Linked DNA regions of Pan troglodytes: region 2 is linked to region 1. Evidence: chromatin contacts called from public Hi-C data. All regions are on one chromosome and are shown on one strand. The core of a region is the stretch at or near the end of the contact, and the rest is flanking DNA. Distances in the headings are between cores, read along the strand shown. Region 1 overlaps ROR1 (receptor tyrosine kinase like orphan receptor 1). Region 2 holds the start of ROR1 (receptor tyrosine kinase like orphan receptor 1).

Region 1 (3,520 bases), core at 768-3,267:
GTTACTAAGGATCCCATTAAATAACCTGCTCCTGGGGTAAAAATAAAGACTGGTAAAAATCATAGCACCTTTGGTGTGGGAAGGAGGTTTTATCTGGATGGTCTCAAGTCAATTAATAGTGGGAAAAGTTCTTAATGACAGTATGTTATAAAATGCAGATTGGCAGTAGGGACAGGAGAAGAGTGTCAATGGAACTGAGTTCCAGTCCAACCTGTGTACAGTCTAGCTATGCTAAGACCTCTATAAACCTTGGTATCTTCCTTAAAATGGGGCTGGAAAATCCTATGTGTATATACAGGGTTCTGGTGATGACAAAATGCAATAATACATGTAAAATGCCTGATAGAATCAGTGCCCAATATATGTTTTTCCCTTCTTCTCCCACCTTTATTAATTATACCTGAGACATAAAACAATCTAAATGCTGGAGACCAGCCACTCTCATTTGGTAGAGATCTTTTCTTAAAAGGAAGAAGTAGTTTCCCTGAGCTTTTAAGAGTGCATTTACATACAATGTGTCTATTTGTAAAAAAGACCTATTCATTAAAATAAGCCTCTAAGTAGCAAAGTGCAAGTTTTCTTAAACTCCTTTGAGTGGCACCACATGCTAACTGGGCTTCCTAAGGAAAGAACTGTAAAGGTGGCTGTCTTTCCCCATTAACCCTGATTTATAGGGGGTTTTGCTCTAAGTGCATATTTGCAGAACCATTCTTAATGTGTGTGTGTTCTCTCCCCAAAAAGGAGGCACATTATTGGCCATTTGTTGTCTTTGGTCCAGTGGATACTCTTTAAACCCACTCTTACTACTCTGTAGTCAATAGCCCAAGCTCAGCTTGATGCATTAGTCCTTGTGTTTTCAAGAAAATGTGTTCGGCCAGCACCCAGCCCAGCACAGCACTTCTTTTCTTTTCACTTTTAACCATCATATCCCCTGGTTTCCAGCAGGTTCATTCACCCAGAAAATGTTTATCTTCATTGTGCCACCTCGGTACTTAACCTGGGGCAGAGGTGTGGATACTGGAGAGTGCAAGAGGAAGGGTTGGGTTGGAGGTGCGGTTTCACTCTTTATCAGTTATGTGACCTTAGGCAACACACTTAATGTCTCAGCATTGGTTTCTTCTTGTAAACAAGGGATTGTAGTGGAGAATACTCCTGAGGATTTTTGAGGAATAAATTAATTACAGGGTTTAACAGGAAGCCAGGCAAGAATCAGGGGTCAGGAAATGGTAGTGATAGTTACTGTAGCCAGGTGTTCTCTTATTCACTGCACAGGAGAATCATTTGAAGAAGGGCTTTTAAAAATGCTCATGTCTGGATTCCATCCTCGAACAATTAAATTAGAATCTTTAGGGGTGGGACCCAGGTATCAGTACTTTTTTCTGGAATACTTTTGATATTCCAGAGATGGATTAAATCCTTTAACCCCCACAACATCCCTAATGGGTAGGTATCATTATTAGCCCATTTCACATTTGAGGAAACTGAGGCTTAGAGAGGTTAAATCACAGCAAGTAAAAGGTGGTGCTCAGATATGAAGCCAAGCAGTCTAGCTCCAGAGCCCATGCTCTTGGTTGGTGTGACGCAGTCTATTATTATAAGCAGCGCCTCCAGTGAGATGTCTGGTGAGAGCTAAGATCCAGCAGGTGGGGTCATCCGATGGTTTCGGTCCCTTCATACCTTCAGGTTACCCACCTCCTGCTTTTACCTTCAGCTCTGTGTGTTCAGGACTTCCCAGCAGCCCTGTGTCAGATAACGAACTGTGGTTATTCAGAAGTCCCCTGCTATTTTCGGCTGATTTTATTAAACTCAGCTTGTGGCTTGGACTCAAGAATGTGCAAGCTGATTTAGATTATGCTTTGCATTGAGTTTATTAAGATAAAAAATATTTCCCGAGATAGTGAGTCAGAAGTATTTATGGTGAAGTGTGCTGAAAGTGAATGCAGGTTGATAGCGTGAACAGAATGTTCTCTCCAAGTCAAATGCGATGACCTAACTGTGTTTGGCAGCCTTCCTTTATGTTTAGCTAAGCATTTCATTTCATGTTGGGAACCTCCTCCCTCTTCTGAAAAGCATCAGTCATGTGGGAGGCTAGGATTTTGGCATGTGCCTCTTTTGATACCGAGACCCAGGCCCTAAACCTAATTGTGACTGGCTCCTCGGCTGACTGGCTGGGTTGCCATGGCAATGGACTGCTCAACTCTTTATATCTCAGTTTCTCTCACCTGTCAAAATGGGAATATAACACTTGGCCCCACCTTCCTCCCTGAGGAGAGATGGGGGTACTTTGAAAATTAAGTAATAAATGTTGGGAAGGATTTGTGGATTTGTGGATGTGACATCTTGTCAAGTGGGTAAATAATAAATGGGGTGTCTCCAAAGCTAATTTGCCTAAAATTCACTTGAGCCTTCCATTTACTTCATCAACCAGCGTTTATTAAATGCCTACGAAGTTCACAATAACACATGAAGTGCTGAGGGGAATACAAAAAATGTAAAAAGGAGGAAATAGAGTCTCAATTCCCAGAGAGGTCATAAACTAACCTTTTTCTTGCAGTTTGCTTTTTCTGGTTCATTAAGCCTCAGTACAGACCATGCCTGCACTGTATTTAAAAAGCTCATTCTCAATGATGACTTCCAGTTACGTCTTAAGCAACTAGTGGTGATTTAGTTGTTTTCAGTACCAGTGGGTATTGTCACGTGCTTGATGGACTCATAAAAAGGCAAGAATATTTTTTAGTCCAGGTTATGAGTGGTGCAAAGGACAATGAAAGACTACAGGTTGGATTGATTGGGAATCTGATTGCATCAGATCATAATATGGTCTCTGCTGTTCAAAGGCGTGGGTTTGGGTCCTGGCTCTGCTGCTTTCTGGCTGTGTGACTTTGGGAAATTCCTTAACTTCTCTGTGTCTCAGTTTCCTTATCTCTAAAATGAGGTCAGTTTTAGAGTCTACCTCATAGGATTGTTGTCAAGTTTAAATTAAAGTGTGTAAGATGCTCAGAATAGTGCCTGGCATTTTGTAAATGCTCAGAAAAATGTTAGCTATGATCATCACTTTCCATTGTTAATGGGAGAAGATGGTGGCACTAAAAGGATACTGGCATTTCATTTTCCTACATTGTAAAAATAACAAATCCTTTTTAATTCAGAGTCCTAAACTTTTGCCCAGATCTGACACAATCGCTTGGGATTGCCCCAAAGCCCCAAACTGCTTGTTCGGAAATAGAAAACATGCCATCCAAGTCACTCTGCTCTCTGACTCATACTGTTCAGGGCCTGAGCTCACCCATTTTGTTCTGAAAGCCTTACACCAGTCTAGGACCCCGAGGGCTGGGAAAGGGCAGCTATGGAGTGTGATGGAAACAGCGCTGGGCTTGGTGTCCAAATCCTGGCTTTGCCTTTTATTAGCTGTAAACTCTGGGATAGGCTGTTAAGTCCTCTGAACTGCAGTTTACCCATCCTAATTGTGCAAAAGCAATGGTGGGTGAAACTGCTCAAACAAATTCAGACAATGGCACCA
Region 2 (3,327 bases), core at 142-2,641, 270 kb before region 1:
AAAACAGCTAAGAAGTATATACTTTTAATGACTCTTTTTAGTGTCAATGGAGGATTTGTGAGCAAATGCATATAAAACACAAGGCAAACAGGAGGTATTTAGTAAGTGGCCACGTGATTATTGAGAGACTATGGGCTTCTTCCTGTTCCTCCAGAGCAAGACTGACAGGTGTCCTATTACCCTTGCATCTTCAGAGCCTAGAGCACAGCCCTGAAAACAGCAGGCGCTCACCACTTTTTATGATCAAAGGCAGTCTCTACAGGGAAAGTCAAATCATTATGGGTATTTATGAATTACAAAATCCATAAAGTTAAACCAGGAGAAATGGACAAAAACACACTCATTGTAGAGGTCTTTAATGATCCCTTGGCTCATGGCAGAGCAGCTAGACAAAAAACAAACAAACAAACATGCAAAGATTCAGAAGGCCTGAAAAAATAATGAATACAAAGAAGATAAATCGATACAGTATTCTATCTTCACATTCGGAAGACAGAAACACCTTTCAAAAAACCATGGGACATTGGCAAAAATAACCACAGATAATCCTCAATAAATCTTGCCAGGAGGCAGTACAGATGACATTGAATTCAGTGAAACTACAAATTAAAGACAAAAATGCGAAGTATAAATTACTTGTGTAAGAACTCTCTCAACTCTTGGGTCCAAGAAGAAAGCAAAAGGGAAATTGTATGATAGCAATAAATGTGCCATTACCCAGAGTCACACAGCTAACAGTGACACAGCTGAGGCTGCTAGAACCTGGGTCTACTGTCGTCCAGCCACGAACTGGCTTGAGATCCCGGATAAGTCTCTCTGAGCCTCGGTTTCCCCTTCTGTCAAGTAGCCTCGAAGGTCCCCGGGGCTCGGTTCGGTGGCGAGTTTGAGGAGTGTGGGGGAGGGGAGGGGAGGGAGCGTGCCCGAGACGCGGGAGCCGCGACCGCTTTCTGCGAAGTCGGGGAGGGTGCGGGCGTTGAGAGGCGGCAGCAGAGGGCGCTGGGTCGCCAGCCTGGGCCGCGTCTCCCATTGGTCGGGGCTGGGGCGCTGGGCTGGAGAGTTGGTGGAAAGTGACAAGTTGAGCGAGAGAGGGAGCGTGGAGAGCTGGAGCAGCCGCCACCGCCGCCGCCGAGGGAGCCCCGGGACGGCAGCCCCTGGGCGCAGGGTGCGCTGTTCTCGGAGTCCGACCCAGGGCGACTCACGCCCACTGGTGCGACCGGGACAGCCTGGGACTGACCCGCCGGCCCAGGCGAGGCTGCAGCCAGAGGGCTGGGAAGGGATCGCGCTCGCGGCATCCAGAGGCGGCCAGGCGGAGGCGAGGGAGCAGGTTAGAGGGACAAAGAGCTTTGCAGACGTCCCCGGCGTCCTGCGAGCGCCAGCGGCCGGGACGAGGCGGCCGGGAGCCCGGGAAGAGCCCGTGGATGTTCTGCGCGCGGCCTGGGAGCCGCCGCCGCCGCCGCCTCAGCGAGAGGAGGAATGCACCGGCCGCGCCGCCGCGGGACGCGCCCGCCGCTCCTGGCGCTGCTGGCCGCGCTGCTGCTGGCCGCACGCGGGGCTGCTGCCCAAGGTAAGAGGCGCCCGCCGGCCCCCGCCCGCCCAGACCCCCTGACCCGTGGCCACCCTTCCGTCGTCCAGCCGGGCGCGGGACACGCAGGAAGCGCCGCGCTGGCTCCGGGGCGCGTCCGGCCACCCGCCACGGGGCTCGCTTGCGCCGCCAGGCCAGGGTTTGCCCCGGAGCCCCGCGGCGGGCCGGGGCGCGCCCAGGGACTCGTTCCTCGGTGCGCAGCAGCGATTGTCAGCGCTGACAGGAAGCGTGGAGGGGTTTGAGGGTCCTGGGGGTGATCGGGGCACTTCTGTGCAGGGCGTCCCCCCTTGTCTTCCTGGACCTCCAGCGCGCCCCAGCCGGTGTTCAGGCAAGTCTATCCTGCCCCCAAGTTGCGAGCCGGCCCGGAAGGCGCGGTCCAGGAGGGAGTTTGGATTTTCAGTGGTGCTCGCCAGAGCCCAGGCGGCTCGCGGATCGACGCAAACAAAAGCCCTGTCCTCCTGGGGCTCCGGCGGCCTCGCATCGCCACCGCCCCCGGTCCTCCGGCCCTCCCGAGAGTCACCATAGAGGCCAAAACTTGTGCGCCGCTGCAGCCGCTGCCACTTTGTGCAAAATGTGCTGTCAGAGGCGGCCTGCGGCTCCAAAGTGCTTTGGGTGTGCACGCGCGTGCGCGCGCGTGTGTGGGTGTGCGTGTTACAAACAAGAGGGAGAAAAGCCATCTAATGCATATTTGATTTTGGTAATCTCCAAAGACAATCGCAACAGTTAGAGAAAGACTTCACCGCAAGCCGGAGCGTCTTAGTTCGCTGCGGGAAGCTGGGGTCCTTGCTGCGTCTGAGCCGGTACACAATGAGAGGGAAGAGCCCGGCTGAGCCTGTGGAGACAACCGATTCATTCTTTGGAGGTTGGAGGGGGAAAGTTGATTAAAGTCTCCGGGGTCTCGGGCCTCACTTTTAACATGCATCCCTTGAGGGGGTGAGGAGCCTTTGGATTCTGCCCTCCCCCACTCCCAGCCCTAAACCTGAGCGGATAAATAGATCTCTGCTCTTTTATCATGCATCTTTCATTTTTAAGTTAGCACTGTGTTTAGGAAAAGAAAAAGCTCTGCGCTACTTAGCAGTTGAGAGGAAAAAGATGTATTCACTACATAGACTACGAATGCAGAATTAGTTTTTACTAAAAGTTAGCTGACTTTCTTGGTAGAAAACACACTCTGGAAGGAAGTTGTGTGAAATTTTGATTTCTTAGAGATGGTTTTTGGAAGCTAGAGTAGCATTTTCTGAGGATGATTTCTGAAACCGATCCTATAATGTGGTCGTGCTAATCTGGAAGCTCCTGGGGGTAAATAGAGCTCCTAATTGTAATTAAGATGTGCATCAGCAGGGAGTGCACCTTCCTGATGAAAAATCCTAATGAAATGTAAACAGCTTGGTCACATAGATGTTTTGCTTGGTGATGCCAAACATCTGGCCTTGCGCCACAACACCTGGGTGAAAAGTAAAAATGGGCCATGCTGCCTACGTAATGTAAACATCCTTCTCAACTTGGGTTGCCCAGCAAATTGAGGTGGAGATAAGCAGGGTGATTTTAACTAAGGTGGGACTCCTGGCTTGGGGCTTTGGTTAATTCAGTTATTTCCTCTGTGGACTCCTTTACTTTGTACTTCACCTTTCAACAATGGTTGCTTTTAGATCATAGCCCCTTGTGGGGGTGGGGGTCACTTGCCTTTAAATACATGTCCCTGCATTGATTTTGCTCACTGTAAACACCCTTCTTATCAGCAGCCA

What was found. A called contact is a pair of places that touch in the nucleus more often than the background predicts.
Region 2: a Hi-C map of stem cell-derived neural progenitor cells shows a contact between it and region 1, with 2.5 times the contacts expected there. The contact joins the promoter of ROR1 here to the enhancer-like site in region 1. A contact is called at or near these places in 1 of 7 Hi-C or Micro-C datasets (stem cell-derived neural progenitor cells) and 1 of 1 datasets of contacts at active chromatin or transcription factors (stem cell-derived excitatory neurons).

The regions. Positions count from the first base shown.
Region 1 is chr1:166,946,103-166,949,622 of NHGRI_mPanTro3-v2.0_pri, reverse strand. All of the region lies in intron 1 of ROR1 (receptor tyrosine kinase like orphan receptor 1), which reads left to right. Among named protein-coding and RNA genes, the nearest start is that of UBE2U, 160 kb to the right of the region's middle. Within about 2 kb of position 2,017, at least 10 of the 24 cell types and tissues checked have an H3K27ac peak or open chromatin away from gene starts, as enhancers often do. A contact at or near this core is called in stem cell-derived neural progenitor cells, where this site is marked.
Region 2 is chr1:167,214,233-167,217,559 of NHGRI_mPanTro3-v2.0_pri, reverse strand. It overlaps ROR1 (receptor tyrosine kinase like orphan receptor 1), which reads left to right and starts at 1,391. Exons shown (of 8, transcript XM_016919829.4): 1 at 1,391-1,564. The coding sequence starts at 1,474.